Regions from separate parts of the Macaca mulatta genome. Here regions 1 and 2 are each linked to region 3. The links are chromatin contacts, called in public Hi-C maps. All regions are on one chromosome and are shown on one strand. The core of a region is the stretch at or near the end of the contact, and the rest is flanking DNA. Distances in the headings are between cores, read along the strand shown.

What was found. Hi-C and Micro-C count contacts between places; a contact is called where the count stands out from the background.
Region 1: a Hi-C map of CD4 T cells shows a contact between it and region 3, with 2.5 times the contacts expected there. The contact joins the promoter of BMF here to the promoter of SRP14 in region 3. A contact is called at or near these places in 3 of 14 Hi-C or Micro-C datasets (CD4 T cells, fetal cortex germinal zone and liver).
Region 2: a Hi-C map of fetal cortex germinal zone shows a contact between it and region 3, with 2.9 times the contacts expected there. The contact joins the promoter of BUB1B here to the promoter of SRP14 in region 3. A contact is called at or near these places in 3 of 14 Hi-C or Micro-C datasets (CD4 T cells, fetal cortex germinal zone and fibroblasts).

The regions. Positions count from the first base shown.
Region 1 is chr7:17,426,774-17,431,225 of T2T-MMU8v2.0, reverse strand. It overlaps BMF (Bcl2 modifying factor), which reads left to right and starts at 2,306. Exons shown (of 6, transcript XM_015141924.3): 1 at 2,306-2,448; 2 at 2,835-2,873; 3 at 2,876-2,962. The coding sequence starts at 2,325.
Region 2 is chr7:17,467,538-17,471,771 of T2T-MMU8v2.0, reverse strand. BUB1B (BUB1 mitotic checkpoint serine/threonine kinase B) reads right to left here and starts at 2,547. Exons shown (of 23, transcript XM_028850735.2): 1 at 2,262-2,547. The coding sequence starts at 2,296.
Region 3 is chr7:17,356,320-17,360,415 of T2T-MMU8v2.0, reverse strand. SRP14 (signal recognition particle 14) reads left to right here and starts at 2,245. Exons shown (of 5, transcript NM_001265919.1): 1 at 2,245-2,289; 2 at 2,437-2,509; 3 at 2,989-3,101. The coding sequence starts at 2,266.

The DNA.
Region 1 (4,452 bases), core at 1,057-3,556, 71 kb before region 3:
CCATGCAGGGCTGTGATGAAGCAGACAGAGCTTTAGCATCTCAGGTGGGTCAGGAGAGCTACGATGGCCCCAGCCCTCAGGGCCTGTGCTGTCCCAGAGGGCAGATTCAGAGCTGCTGTGTCCTTTAGTTCCACTCTTGAACCTAAGGAATGCTTGGGGCACCACTGGCCAGCCTAAGACACTGACCTGATAGGAAAGCAAATGAGAAGAGAAGGGTGGAAGGAAGGAGTGGAAGGAAGTCGGTGCATTGGAAACCACGGAGGGCTCCCAGTACCTTTCACAGAGGCTGGGTTTGGTTTCCGCATCTCCTTACTTGTAGCAGAAGGGTAAGGTCCCTCTGACCAGCTCAGATATGCACTTTTGGCCAAGCCTCTGGGTAAAATAATATACCTCCTTTTGGCTTAGCGCCTCTTGCTGGACATCTATCAATTTCTGGGGGACTGCGCTACTGGCCAACCTTGACTCCCCACTCTTTCCCTTTTCCCTCTTCTCTGTTCTTTGGAGACAGCATTTTTCTATTCTAGCAACCACAGCCCTCAATATGGCTGGTTCATTCTCTTTCAGGTGCCTTGTGAGGGAGCAAAGGAAAGAATGGATGGGGAAAAGGTACAAGGAGACTTCAGGCTCTATTGGGCTGAAGGTCCCAGCTCCACTGACCTTAAATCTGAGTTTACAACTCAGAGAGCAGCTCAGTGGTCAGAGCACAGCTGAGCCCTACCGCCCCTGGTGGGTCAGGATTGTTGCGGGAGTGGCTCCCTCTCACTGCTTTCTGGACTCATCATTTTATCTTTCCTAAAACGCAGGCTTGGTCAAGTCGCTCATCTCCAATAAAATCTTTGCCGCCTCCCCTTTATAAAATACAGATTCTTCAGTCTGGCATTCCAGGGACACCTCTGTAATCTGACCTGAACCCACCTGCCCATGCCCACTGTTCCTAAATCTCAGTGTGCACCCAATGATCCAGTCACCAAGCCTCCCTCTGCTCCCTGCACAGGCAAGCTCTCCAGCTCAGCACTTCAGCTGGCTACCCTTAGGCCTGGGCTATTCTTTTTTTTTTTTTTTTTGAGATGGAGTCTCACTGTCGCCCAGGCTGGAGTGCGGTGGCGCTATCTCGGCCCACTGCATCCTTCGCCTCCTGGGTTCAAGCAATTCTCCTGCCTCAGCCTCCCAAGTAGCTGGGATTACAGGCATGCGCCACCATGCCTGGCTGATTTTTGTATTTTTAGTAGAGACAGGGTTTCGCCCTGTTGGCCAGGCTGGTCTCCAACTGCTGAGCTCAAGTGAACCACCCGCCTTGCCTAGGCCTCCCAGTTGGGACTACAGGCGTGAGCCACGTGCATCTGGTTTTCCTTATTGAAAAATATTTCCCATTCAATTTAAAAGCTGTCTCCCTGAGGCCTTCTCCAGCCTTTGTATTCTGAATTTTTCTGCATTCCTCAATAGTCATTATCCTTGGAACGGATACAATTCCTATGACTTTTCACTATTTTCAGGGCTACCTCTCCTAGTAGACTGTAAGCTCCTTGAGGGCAGACGCCAGGTTTCTGGCACTCAGCCCAGTATCTGGCACAGAGTAGGTGCTCGGTAAATGTCTGTGAAGTAGCCTACAGATTCCCTTGCACGGTCTGCAGGACATGTTGCTCTCCTGGCAGCACCAGCACAATCTCTAAACGCTGCCATATGCGAGATATGTGTCAACCGCTCAAGCAGCCCCTGCCTTCTTGAGCGCTCCTCTTCTCAGCCAGGTCCTTATTTTGCCAGTGCCCACTATGCCCAGTCAAGAAGAGGACCTAAGGGTTCCTCTGGATGTGTTTGTTTCAAACACACCTTCAGCTTTGGGGCTGCAGTTTTCTTCTGACCTGCTCGGCAGGCGGGAGGGAGCTTTCCCCTGAAGCTGGGATCCCACAGGGACCCGCACCCTGCACCCTGCACCCACTGGACGCATCAGCCTCATCAAAAAACTCCCCGCCTCCTTCCCCCCTCCCTTTCTGGACGCGCAGCAATTATTCTGCCCATTCCCGTGAAAAAGAAGACAAAAGTTACTTTGGCGCCCCCTCTCCGACACCTAATAGAGGATTCAGGGACTCTCTGGCGCTTCCAGAGCCTGTATTAGGGACAGAATCCGCGCTGGCGACGGCGCTCCAACTGCGCTTCTGGCGACGGTCGGAATTTTGCTCGGTCCCTTGCAATGTTTCCAAGGGAAGGTTCGTACATTCGTGACCGTCCCTGGCAGCTGCCCAGCCCGGGACTTGGCGCTTCACTCGCCATTGGCCAGTCCTCGGCGTGACGCGCAGGGGGGCGGGGCCTCATCAGCTGTTTGCGGGATGCCCCGAGCGGGCGTATTTTGGAAACAATACCGCACCGTGCGGAGTGGCCTCCTCCCGCCCCGGCCCGCGCCCGCTATCGCCGCCGCCCCTGCCTGCGCCTCCCGCCTCCTGCCGCAGCCCGGTGAGCGCCCGGGTGGCGGCCGGGGTCCGGGCGGAGTTGGATCGCAGCTCCCTGGGGAAGTGGGGAGCGGAGTCGCGCTGCGCATGGGGGCCCGGGAAGGGTTTGGGCTGCGGGCGTCTGGGGTGACCATGAAGAACTGGGGCCCTGGGGTGAGAGAACGGGGTGCAGAACCCACAGCTGGGTGCGCTGCTCCAAGAGGGAACTTGGGGGTAGCATTTGGGACTCGAAGGAGTTGGGTCCAGGTAGGCAGGGGAACCTGAGGTGCACTGCTGAGCAGACCTGGGCGCCCGAGAACGGCCCAGCCTCTGGGTCTGACTTTGGGGTAGAACAGGAATTGTGGGGCATCCTGCCTCCCTGCGGAGTCTGAAAGCTTCTCTCCTTAACAGCTGGGCTTTTTCCCTCCTTCCCAATCGAGTCTGGGCGTCAAGCCCCCGAGTGCTCGTCACGCTGGACCCTGGCGCGGAGCCCTGGCATCACGACTCGGAGGCTGAGACTCTCTCCTGGAGTCACCCAGGTCTGGGTGTGTGTGTGTGTGTGTGTGGGTGTGTGTGTGTGTGTGCGCGCGCGCGCGCGCCTAGTCACTGTCGAGGCTCTGGGTGTCTGGCTGCTGCCTTTTCCTAAGAGGAGGAGGAGTCTTAAGTTCAGCATCCCTCTTCCAGCCCTTAGGGGCTGGGATGGCTGCAGCGGGGCTTGAGTTCCTGTGCTAGGAATAAAGCATTCCCTGGCCCTGTTCTCAGTGCCCTCCTGCCGCCACTCTGGACATCACCTCTTAAGCTCAGGAGAAAAGGGAGGAAAGGGTTTCTTCACCCTCTCTTAGTTTACCCTTGACCTTGCCCAGCACCCCTCCAGAGGCGCCCACCTACAAGCAAGCCACCTACAGTTTGTGGAGCCTGAGAGGGGTCCCCGGGGCTTGCAGAGCCACACCTTCTGGCTGCACCTCCCCCACTGTCCAGTCCAGGCAAGGGTTGAACTTTGGGGCTTTGCTGGGAGGGGGAGGGGAAGGTGATAGGCTTCAAAGGAAAAACCAAGACAATGACCCCTGCTTGTGATTGGCTTTGAGGGCCCCTTCTTAGGTCGGGATTGCCAGCCTGAGAAGAGGAGGCTGGAGAGCTGGAGGGGAGCCCCTGCCAGGTGACTGGCAGGACAGCACTTGGTCCTTTCATCAGGAAATTTTGTTTCCTGTTGTTAATAAGCTGGAGTGCACCCCCTACCCCCCTCCCCATACACACACACACACACACACACACACACACACACACACTTGGGAAACACTGTCCAAAGAACACCACGTGCCTGCTTGCCATCCTAGCAGGCATCTCTTCACTCTCCAGGGAAGAGGACAGAGACAGGACCATAGACAGCTCAGGGACAGGGATGGGATGGGACAAGGGAGGGCTCAAGCAAGCACCTCACAGAGAGCTTACGTTTGGCAAAGGCAGGATTCTGAATTGAACTGAGATTGTTTTAGCTACTTCCCCAATCCATAGACCATTTGGCATATTCTTCAACGGCAAGGGACTGGGGGACAGAACCCCCAGGAATCTCCAGTTGAGTCTGACAAGAATGAAATTCATCCCTTTATCCGTAGCTGTTCAGGTGGTGGCTGCTTCTGGCTGCTGCTGCAGAGGCCCTAAGGGGCTCCTGGCATGTGTAGGGAGCTGGGTTGGAAGCTTAAGATGCTGAGTAGCTCCAAGCTCAGACTTCCAAGAGCCATCAGGTGGAGCAAGAGGAACTTCTTTATCACCAAGAAACTCATATCAATAACCTGAGTAGTATAGGCAGTGAGTGAGGTCATAGGGAGAGGGCTGAATTTCACTTCCTTCTGTAAGACCAGTTGTACCAGTCTCAGGTTCAGAGCTGGCAGGAGCGGGAGGCTGTGGAAGCAAGGATTTGAAATCGTGGAGACTAGTGAGGAGACTTAGTTGGGAGAGGCTGAACCTACCCTCCGGGCCAATTTTGGTGGGCAGACAGCTCACCTCTGCTCAAAGAGAGCTGAGATGGCAG
Region 2 (4,234 bases), core at 1,298-3,797, 110 kb before region 3:
GCATGCTGGGCACTTTCATAAGGCATTGTTTATTGTCATGCATTTGTATGATTATCATACACACTTTCTATAAACTTTTTAAATAGAGACACGTCTTACTATGTTGCCCAGGCTGGTCTTGAACTGCTGAGCTCAAGCAATCCTGTTGCCTCAGCCTCCTGAAGTGCTGGGATTATAGGTGTGAGCCACTGCGCCCAGCCTTTACAGATTTTTATTTTACAATAATTTGTATTCATTCCTTCATTCATTTTCCAACTCACTTATTCTAGTTCAGGGTCGAGGGTGGCCAGAGCCCATCTCAGCAACTCAGTGAGGAACCAACCCTAGACAGGATACCATTCCATCACAGGGAGCACTCACATTCACACTCATTCAGACTGGGATCATTTAGACACGCCTATTAACAGGTACATCTTTGGGATGTAGAAGGAAACTGGAGTACCTAAGGAAACCGATGCAGACATGTGGAAAACATGCAAACTTCACATACACAGCAGCCCCGCAATGAATTTTTTTTTTTCTCATCAACATAATAACAAAACGACATTATACCAGGACCTGCTCTATATTGTGTGAACCCTGTAAAGGTAAAGGCTATGCCATTTATTTTTGTATGCCCACGATCTAATACAAAATATAACACTATTATGCCCTGAATGTTTGTTGAATTCATCTGAACTTTCTTCTCTTGCTCTTAAAAATAGTGATTACATTATCTCAGTTAAATATCCCAAATTGAGCTAAGACTGCCCCCACTTCCTCCCAGACCTGCTCCTCCCACAGTCTTCCTTTTTCTCAAATAAATGGCAATCCCATTCTTCAGTTGCCCAAGCCAAAAATCTTAGTGCCAACTTTGATGCCCTTCTCATACCCCTCAGTCAGTCAGCAAATCCTACTGGTTCTACCCTCAAAATATATACAGAAATCAGCCACTTCTCATCATCTCCACTGTTTTCCACCTGGCTCAACTCACTTTTGAGCTGAATTATTTCAGGCTGAATTATTTCAACAACCTCTTAACTAGTGTCCCTTGCTTACATCCTTTGCTGCCTTTAGTGTATTCAACACTACAGCCAAAGTGACCCCACTTAAACCCAAGTTAGATTATGTCCTTCCTTTGCTCAAAACCTTCCAGTGACTTTTGATTACAACTAGAGTAAAAGCTAAGTCCTTACAATGTCTGCATCTTCACCATTTTTATGTAATATCCTTTTACTCTTCTAGTTAACTCTGCTCCAGTGACAATGGCCTTGGACATGCCAGATGCAACTTCCTTCCCCAGCTCTCACCCTCAGCCTTTGTACTTCCCTCAGATATAGAACCGCTAGCTTTTGAGATTCCTTCACATCTTGACCAAAATGACATCTCAGTGAGGCTCCAGTGTTCAAGCTAAAATTGCACCAGTCTCCACTCCCAATATTCCCTACCCACACTTGCTTTATTTTTTTAAATACTGACCACCATCTCCACCTAACAGTTTCCTTATTGTCTGACTCCCCCACCTTCATCCAACCCAGAATTTAAGCTTCATGAGGGTTGAGATTTGGGTGTCTGTATATTTGCTGCATTCAGAGCTTAGCCAAAAAAATACTCGTTACGTGAATGAAAGAGCCCATGACATAGCACTTATCTAGGTATTGTGGGCACCATGGTGAACACACATACACATTTCCAACCTAGAACTGCAATATAGTTTTTTTTTTAATACAAGGAAAAGCCGCAAACATGCAGAGAAAGGCTTTTTAGATCTCTACGCTATTGGCATAATTTAGATGTCTATGATATTGGCTAAAGGCTTTTTAGATCTCTGTGCTATTGGCATAGCACCTGCCTTTTGTTGATGGCTTATTTGGAAGCAGTTACTTAACAAATACTTTGAATTCCCCCAGAACCACGTAAGGCAGCATTAACATCAGCGTTTTCCATACATACGATTTGCCCAAGGTCAAACAACTAGCAGGTGGCTGAGCTGAGTTACAAACAAGACCACATTACAACTTCCAAAGTCTTTGTTCCGCTGGGGTCCCGCAGCCTTCTTCGCTTTGAAGCTGGATGAGGCAGGATTCGCACGTGCCCTCAGTCCACTGCCTTTTCCCCTCCACCTCTGGCATTCGACTCCAAAAGGAAGGAGGCTCCGGCGGGGCCTGTTCTGACAGTGCCGATCTCCCCCTCGACTACTCCGAGCGGAACCTTCTATCACCTACCAGGCACCTTCGGGTCCTCTCAGGCCCAGCCCCCAGCAGCTCTTCTCCCGTATCTACCTCAGAGCACCCCCTTCCTTCTTCACCGCCGCCATCCTGCATTCCTGGCTCAGGTCCTCGTCCTGCTGCAGGTCTTTCCTCCGGGCCGCAGGCCGCCTGGGCTTTCTTCCGCAACCTGCCCTCGGAGCTACAGAAACGACCACGGCACGCACTCGACTCCCTTACAAATCAGCCACCTCAAGCCCGCACCCCTAGCCGCCAAGTTTCAAATTTAACGGTCCCGCGCGGTCGACGTGGCCACGCCCCTTCGCTCCTCCGTGCTCTAGCCTCTCGCCCAAGGCATTCTGGGGCTTGTAGTTTATACCGGTGTAGTCTGCGAAGTCGCGGTGCATAATGGGAATTGTAGTTTCCCGGAGTCAATGGCCGCGGAAGTACAATAGGCTTAGGCGAAACATATTCTCTGCAGGTGCTGTCTTGAGTCGTGGCTGGAAGGCGAGTCTATGAGCTGAGCGAGGAACACTTAAAGCACCAGAATTTCTTTGCTGTTTTGAGTGCTGGGAGATGTCTCTGAGTGCTTGCACTTGGCCTGACTCTTCTAGAGTGACTACCCCTGCTGTCTGCCCCAAATCTCACCCGTGCGGGGTTCTTAGGCCACGGACCTAGCTGTTTCCTGCCCCACCCTTGAATTCAAAAAAGCTGGATTCTAGTTCTGTAAAATCATACCAAATGTGCAACTTTAGGCAAGCTATATAATCTCTCTGACCGTCAGCTTTCCTCATCTATAAAGTGATGATATTGTCTTGCTTTCTCTTCTGCTCAGTCCACAAGCAGTAAACACAGCCATGCTATGGTTCCCAAGGTTTCACCTCTTTTCCCCTTCAGGAGACGAGCCTTGACTGACATTAAACTGTTCGTCGCAATTTCAATTTTCTGAGGAAGAAACTGTGATAGATCAGATGTGACCAGGGGAGTAGGATCTTTTTGTTTGGTTGGTTTTGTTTTAGAGACAGGGTCTTCTTCTTGCTCTGTCGCCCAGGCTGGAGTGCAGTAGCCTGATCATGGCTCACTTCAGCCTCCAATTCCCGGGGTCAAGTGATCCTCCCACCTGAGCCTCCCCAGTAGCTGCGATTACAGGCACTAGCCACCTTGAGGCAAGAACAGGGTCGTTTAAGAAAGCACAGGTACAGGGGATTTCTCCTTTATGACTGTGGGGATGGTCGGAGAAGCAGCAGTTCCCAGAGGCAGGTGCTGAGGATACTGTCCACTACTCCCTGTTTCTTAGTTCCCAGCTTTCTGTCTTTGTTCACGTTATGTAAGTCATTCTTTCCTCTGAATCATCAGGACTCTTGATTCCAAAGAAATAGAAATCCAACTTAAACTGGCCTACTCAGAAAAGGGAGTTTACTGTCTTTTATATATAAAAGACTTCAGATAAAGCTTAATCCAGGAGTCATGTGGACTGGGCCTCTCTCCACCTCGCCTGTACTCTTGTTGTTGGTTTATTGTCATTCTCCATTGGGCAACAGATTCAGGACTTTATCCTTACAGGTTCAAATTCAGACTTAGGAGTCACCCTGCTTAACCCCTTCCTCCCAAACAGTCACTGGGGATAGTAGATTTCAGGGCTTTGATTGTTCAGAACCAAGTCATGTGTTTCACCTTGGGACTGAGAGAGGGGAAGGGGTGATTCCTCATAGGAAATTTTGGTTACTCTTTACATCCTAGTCCTCCACATCCAGGAAGCTTTCCTGGATCATGTGAGATGTGGTGCATGGGATTCTCTCACTGGCTCATTTTATCTCTTACCTTATGCCAGTACTGGCCTAGCACTTCATTTCCTTTTAACAGGGTGTCCTGTTCATATCTACGGCTTCTCAGTTTTGACTATTTCCTACAAACGATCTTGGAAATGTAGCATTTGGTCTTTTGATCTCAGTCTTTCCTATAATCTAGTCGGATTTCCCATAAACTGTGGTACAATGTAGAACTCATTCAGGCTAAACCCCTTGCTTGTTTCACTACGGAGAAAGAAG
Region 3 (4,096 bases), core at 996-3,495:
CATCTTCGTACACCTCAGGACTAGCAAAGGTTAGAACAGTCTGGTGAAAACCCCTGCTGTAGGGCCACCAACACACGAGCACTCTGTGATTGGCGCCGTGTGAATAACCTCTAGCGTGCACGTCCAACCGTTTGGCTTCCCTGGGCCACGTTGAAAGAAGAATTGTAAGAATTGTCCTGGGCCATATGTAAAATACGCTAACACAAATGATAGCTATGAGATAAAAAACTTTTTCAAAAAGGGCCCATGCATAATTTTGGTGGTATCTGCCAATACAGATGAGCCAAAAAAGTCCTCACATTCAAATGGCTGGACACCCATGCAAGAGCCCCGGGCCTTGGCATCACTAGCTCAGAAGCTGAAGTCCTGGTTGCGAGCACCAGATTGACCCACGGTAGGTCAATGCTTGAGCCCCGCTGCTGAGGGCAGGTGAGTGACTCTCTGACCCTTTTATTTAATTATTTATTTATTGCCTCTCACCAAAACCCACACAACAGGGGACTGCAAACAGGTTCAAATCCTGGAGAACCAAAAGCCAATACAGGTTGGCTATACAAGGTCATCAGCCTAGGGCAGGAAGTGGGCAAAGGGCGCTGGCCATTTGGAAGAAAATGTGAAATCAGAGAGTGAACATATTTAAGCCATTAAGTTTGTGAATCTCCTAACTGGGCTCCCCATTTCCTGCCTTGTCTCTCTACAGTCTTCACAACCCAGACAGGGCCATCTTTAAAAAATGGTAAATCCCATTTTCAGTGTTCTCTTGAAAACTTCCTTAACAAGAGTCTTCTCTTTGTATCTAGAACAAAATCCAAATTTACCATGGTCACAGGCCCTACATAATCTGGTTCCCAGCTACCTCTCCATACTCCTTCACTCCTTGCTCCACAAGCCCTCCTCACCCCCACCCGCACCTGTCAGTCTTAGACACAGGGCAACTTGTTTCCCCTTTGGGGGTTTTGCTCTAGCCATTCTCTGTGTCTGAAACACTGTGTCCCTAGATCTTTGGATGGCTGGTCCTTTCAGCTTTCAATTCAAAGCTCTCCTCTTCGACGAGAACTCCTCTGACCCCAGCCCAAAGCAGTCCCCTTCCCACTCATTATACAGCCCTGCTTAGCTGTCTTCACAGAGCTCATTATCTGAAGCTGTACTACTTACTTGTTTGCTTCATTGTTTATTTCCTCCCTGCCCCTTTTAACCCAAGTTCCAGGAAACCAGAAACTTAGCTTGTCTTATCCTGCAGCATCCCCAACCTCTACAACAGTGCCTGGCACAGACTGAGAGGCACTCAGCGAAAACCTCTTGTGTGGTAGAATGCTTGACTTTATAGAGGGCCCAGGGTTCAAGTTGGCTACTGGCAGAGAGGGCTTACAACCCAGTTCTCCTGACTAATCAGAGGTAGAACTAAAAACTGGGCTCCAGCCCCTCTTTTTTTTTTTTTTTTTTTTTTTTTTGAGACGGAGGCTCGCTCTGTAGCCCAGGCTGGAGTGCAGCGGCGCGATCTCGGCTTGCAAGCTCCGCCTCCCGGGTTCACGCCATTCAGCCTCCGGAGTAGCTGGGATTACAGGCGCCCGCCACCACCCCCGGCTCTTTTGTATTTTTAGTAGAGACGGGGTTTCACCGTGTTAGCCAGGATGGTCTCAATCTCCTGACCTCGTGATCCGCCCGCCTCGGCCTCCCAAAGTGCTGGGATTACAGGCGTGAGCCACCGCGCCCGGCCCAGCCCCTCTGGCTACAGCTAAAAGGCAGCGTTTAGGGAGAATTTAAAGGATCTACAGGAACTTATAATGATGACAATAATTAAAAGAACAATAGCTGATACCTACGGAACACGCTCTATGTGCCAGGCACTGTTCTACGTATTTAATCTGAGTTTCATTTACGCTTCACGACCACACTGCGAAGTAGATACTATCATTACCCTCACTTTATGGATAAGGAAACTGAGTCACTGAATTGTTAGGTAACCTGCCCAGCATACAGCTGAACATAAACTATACGCTGCTATCAAAACTTTCTTTTGCTCTCACTCCCTCACCCTGGCTGGGGTGAGAAGTTCTCTCTCAAGCGACGGCCCAGGACAGCCCCAACGCCTCCAGGTCACTGGCCCCCGGACGTCCCAGGGCGCCGGCCAGGATTGGTGGAAGAGAAGAGATTGGTGGAAGACAATGGAAGCGTAGTAGCGGAAGTCCCGCCCAGCCTAGGCCGAACTTCCGGCTCTCACTGCTAGGGGCTTCAGCGGAGGGAGTGGAGCGAAGCGTCGCCGCGATGGTGTTGTTGGAGAGCGAGCAGGTATGGCTAGGCCTGGCCGGCAGAGAGACGGGGGCGGCTCAGGCTTTGGTCGAGACCTCTGCCTCCTTCTGCGGGAGGACCAGGGCCTTGACGCGGCGGGGCGAGGATTTGGGGCTGGCTAACGGGGCCGGGCCTGTTGTTTTTCAGTTCCTGACGGAGCTGACCAGACTTTTCCAGAAGTGCCGGACGTCGGGCAGCGTCTATATCACCTTGAAGAAGTGTAAGCAGCGGGAGGGGAGCCGGGCGATGCTCCCCGGGTGCCCGGTGTCTGGGAGCCACCGGAGTCTGTCTGCCGCGGACCGCCGCCTTCCTCTACCGTCCGTCACTCTGTACTGGGCACATTCGGGGCTTCGGGCCTGGAAAATGATGGGGATTGTAGCGGGCGCAGTCCCCAGCGCTGAGCCGCCTAGGTTGCTTCTGGTAACAATGGGTCCCAAGCAGCCCAGGGCTCTTTGTCAGGGATCCCAAACGCCGCCACTTTGAGTGGGAGTTAACGTGCTTCGCTATTCCATGTTTCCGTCGTGGAAATAATAGTTTCTCCAGGGTTTCGCCAGACCGTGGTAGCAGACGAGGTGTTTAACAGAACTAGAGCAGCGGGGCTGGATTAGGTCATCACTTACCCCCTCCTCTGTTTTAACTGTTTGTCTGCCGCTCAGCCACGTATGCGGCCGTGTTCACCAGGATGCATTTTTCCTTCAGATGACGGTCGAACCAAACCCATTCCAAAGAAAGGTACTGTGGAGGGCTTTGAGCCCGCAGACAACAAGTGTCTGTTAAGAGCTACCGATGGGAAAAAGAAGATCAGCACTGTGGTGAGCTGAGTTCCTAAGGCTATCTTTTGAAATGTAAACACTCGAATTGAAGAGAGGATGGGGCGTTTCTGAACCAGGCTTTAATTTACTTTTCCCTTTTGCCCTGTGTGGCTATTTCTGAGACCAGGACCTTCCTATACTTCAGTAGTAGAAAACTCAAGAATAAAATAAAATGAAGAAGGTAGAGGTCAAACAGTCGTTAGTTCTGCTAAAATTTTTGCGGAAATGAATGAAAGTAGCGTATTCGTCCTTATTCGTAGTACTGTAAGGAGCCGTTGGCATAAATATTTGATTCCTTAGCCCCTTACTGTGTTGGGCCTTCAGTAAGCAGTTTCTTGGCACCAGGTGATGCTATTATTTCCTTATCTTTGTGGTTCACATGGCGAATGTGCAGCTAAATGTTAGGTTTCACACTTGAGAAAATATGCATTTTAGTCAAGAGCCCTAGTCTTTCCTTTCAGTGGAGGTTGAATAATGCAAAGGAAGAGTCTTCTTGAGTTGAGTGAATACTACTTTATTCTGCTGTGGCAGAACCAGACTTACTCTCTAATCACATTAGTGTAGGATACTGACTGCATGAAAATGTAGACTAGACTTAGTTGGTAAGTCTCCCGTGACAAGTTATCTTGAGAGGACTTTTACAGTAAAACAAGCTTATGTGGTTTTTACAAATAAAGTTAGATATCATGAAATAACGAAAACCTAAGGAGTCTTCTTCAGAGGTAGTATTTTGTGGTAGCTTGCATTGTGCTTAAATATGCTTGAATTAATGGAAGGCAGGTTTAAAAATAAGATGGGAAGGGAGTAGTTTAAATATATCTTATATTAATGTATAAAAAATTAATACTGAGAAGTCCTCTGACTTTTCTCAGAACCCAGGGAGAACACTCAGTGCCACCTTTCTAAGGGATTTCAAGAGGTGAGAAACAAAGCTTTTTTTTTTTTTTTTTTTTTTTTGAAGGAGCCTACTGCCTTTCACCTCTTGGTGCAATTCT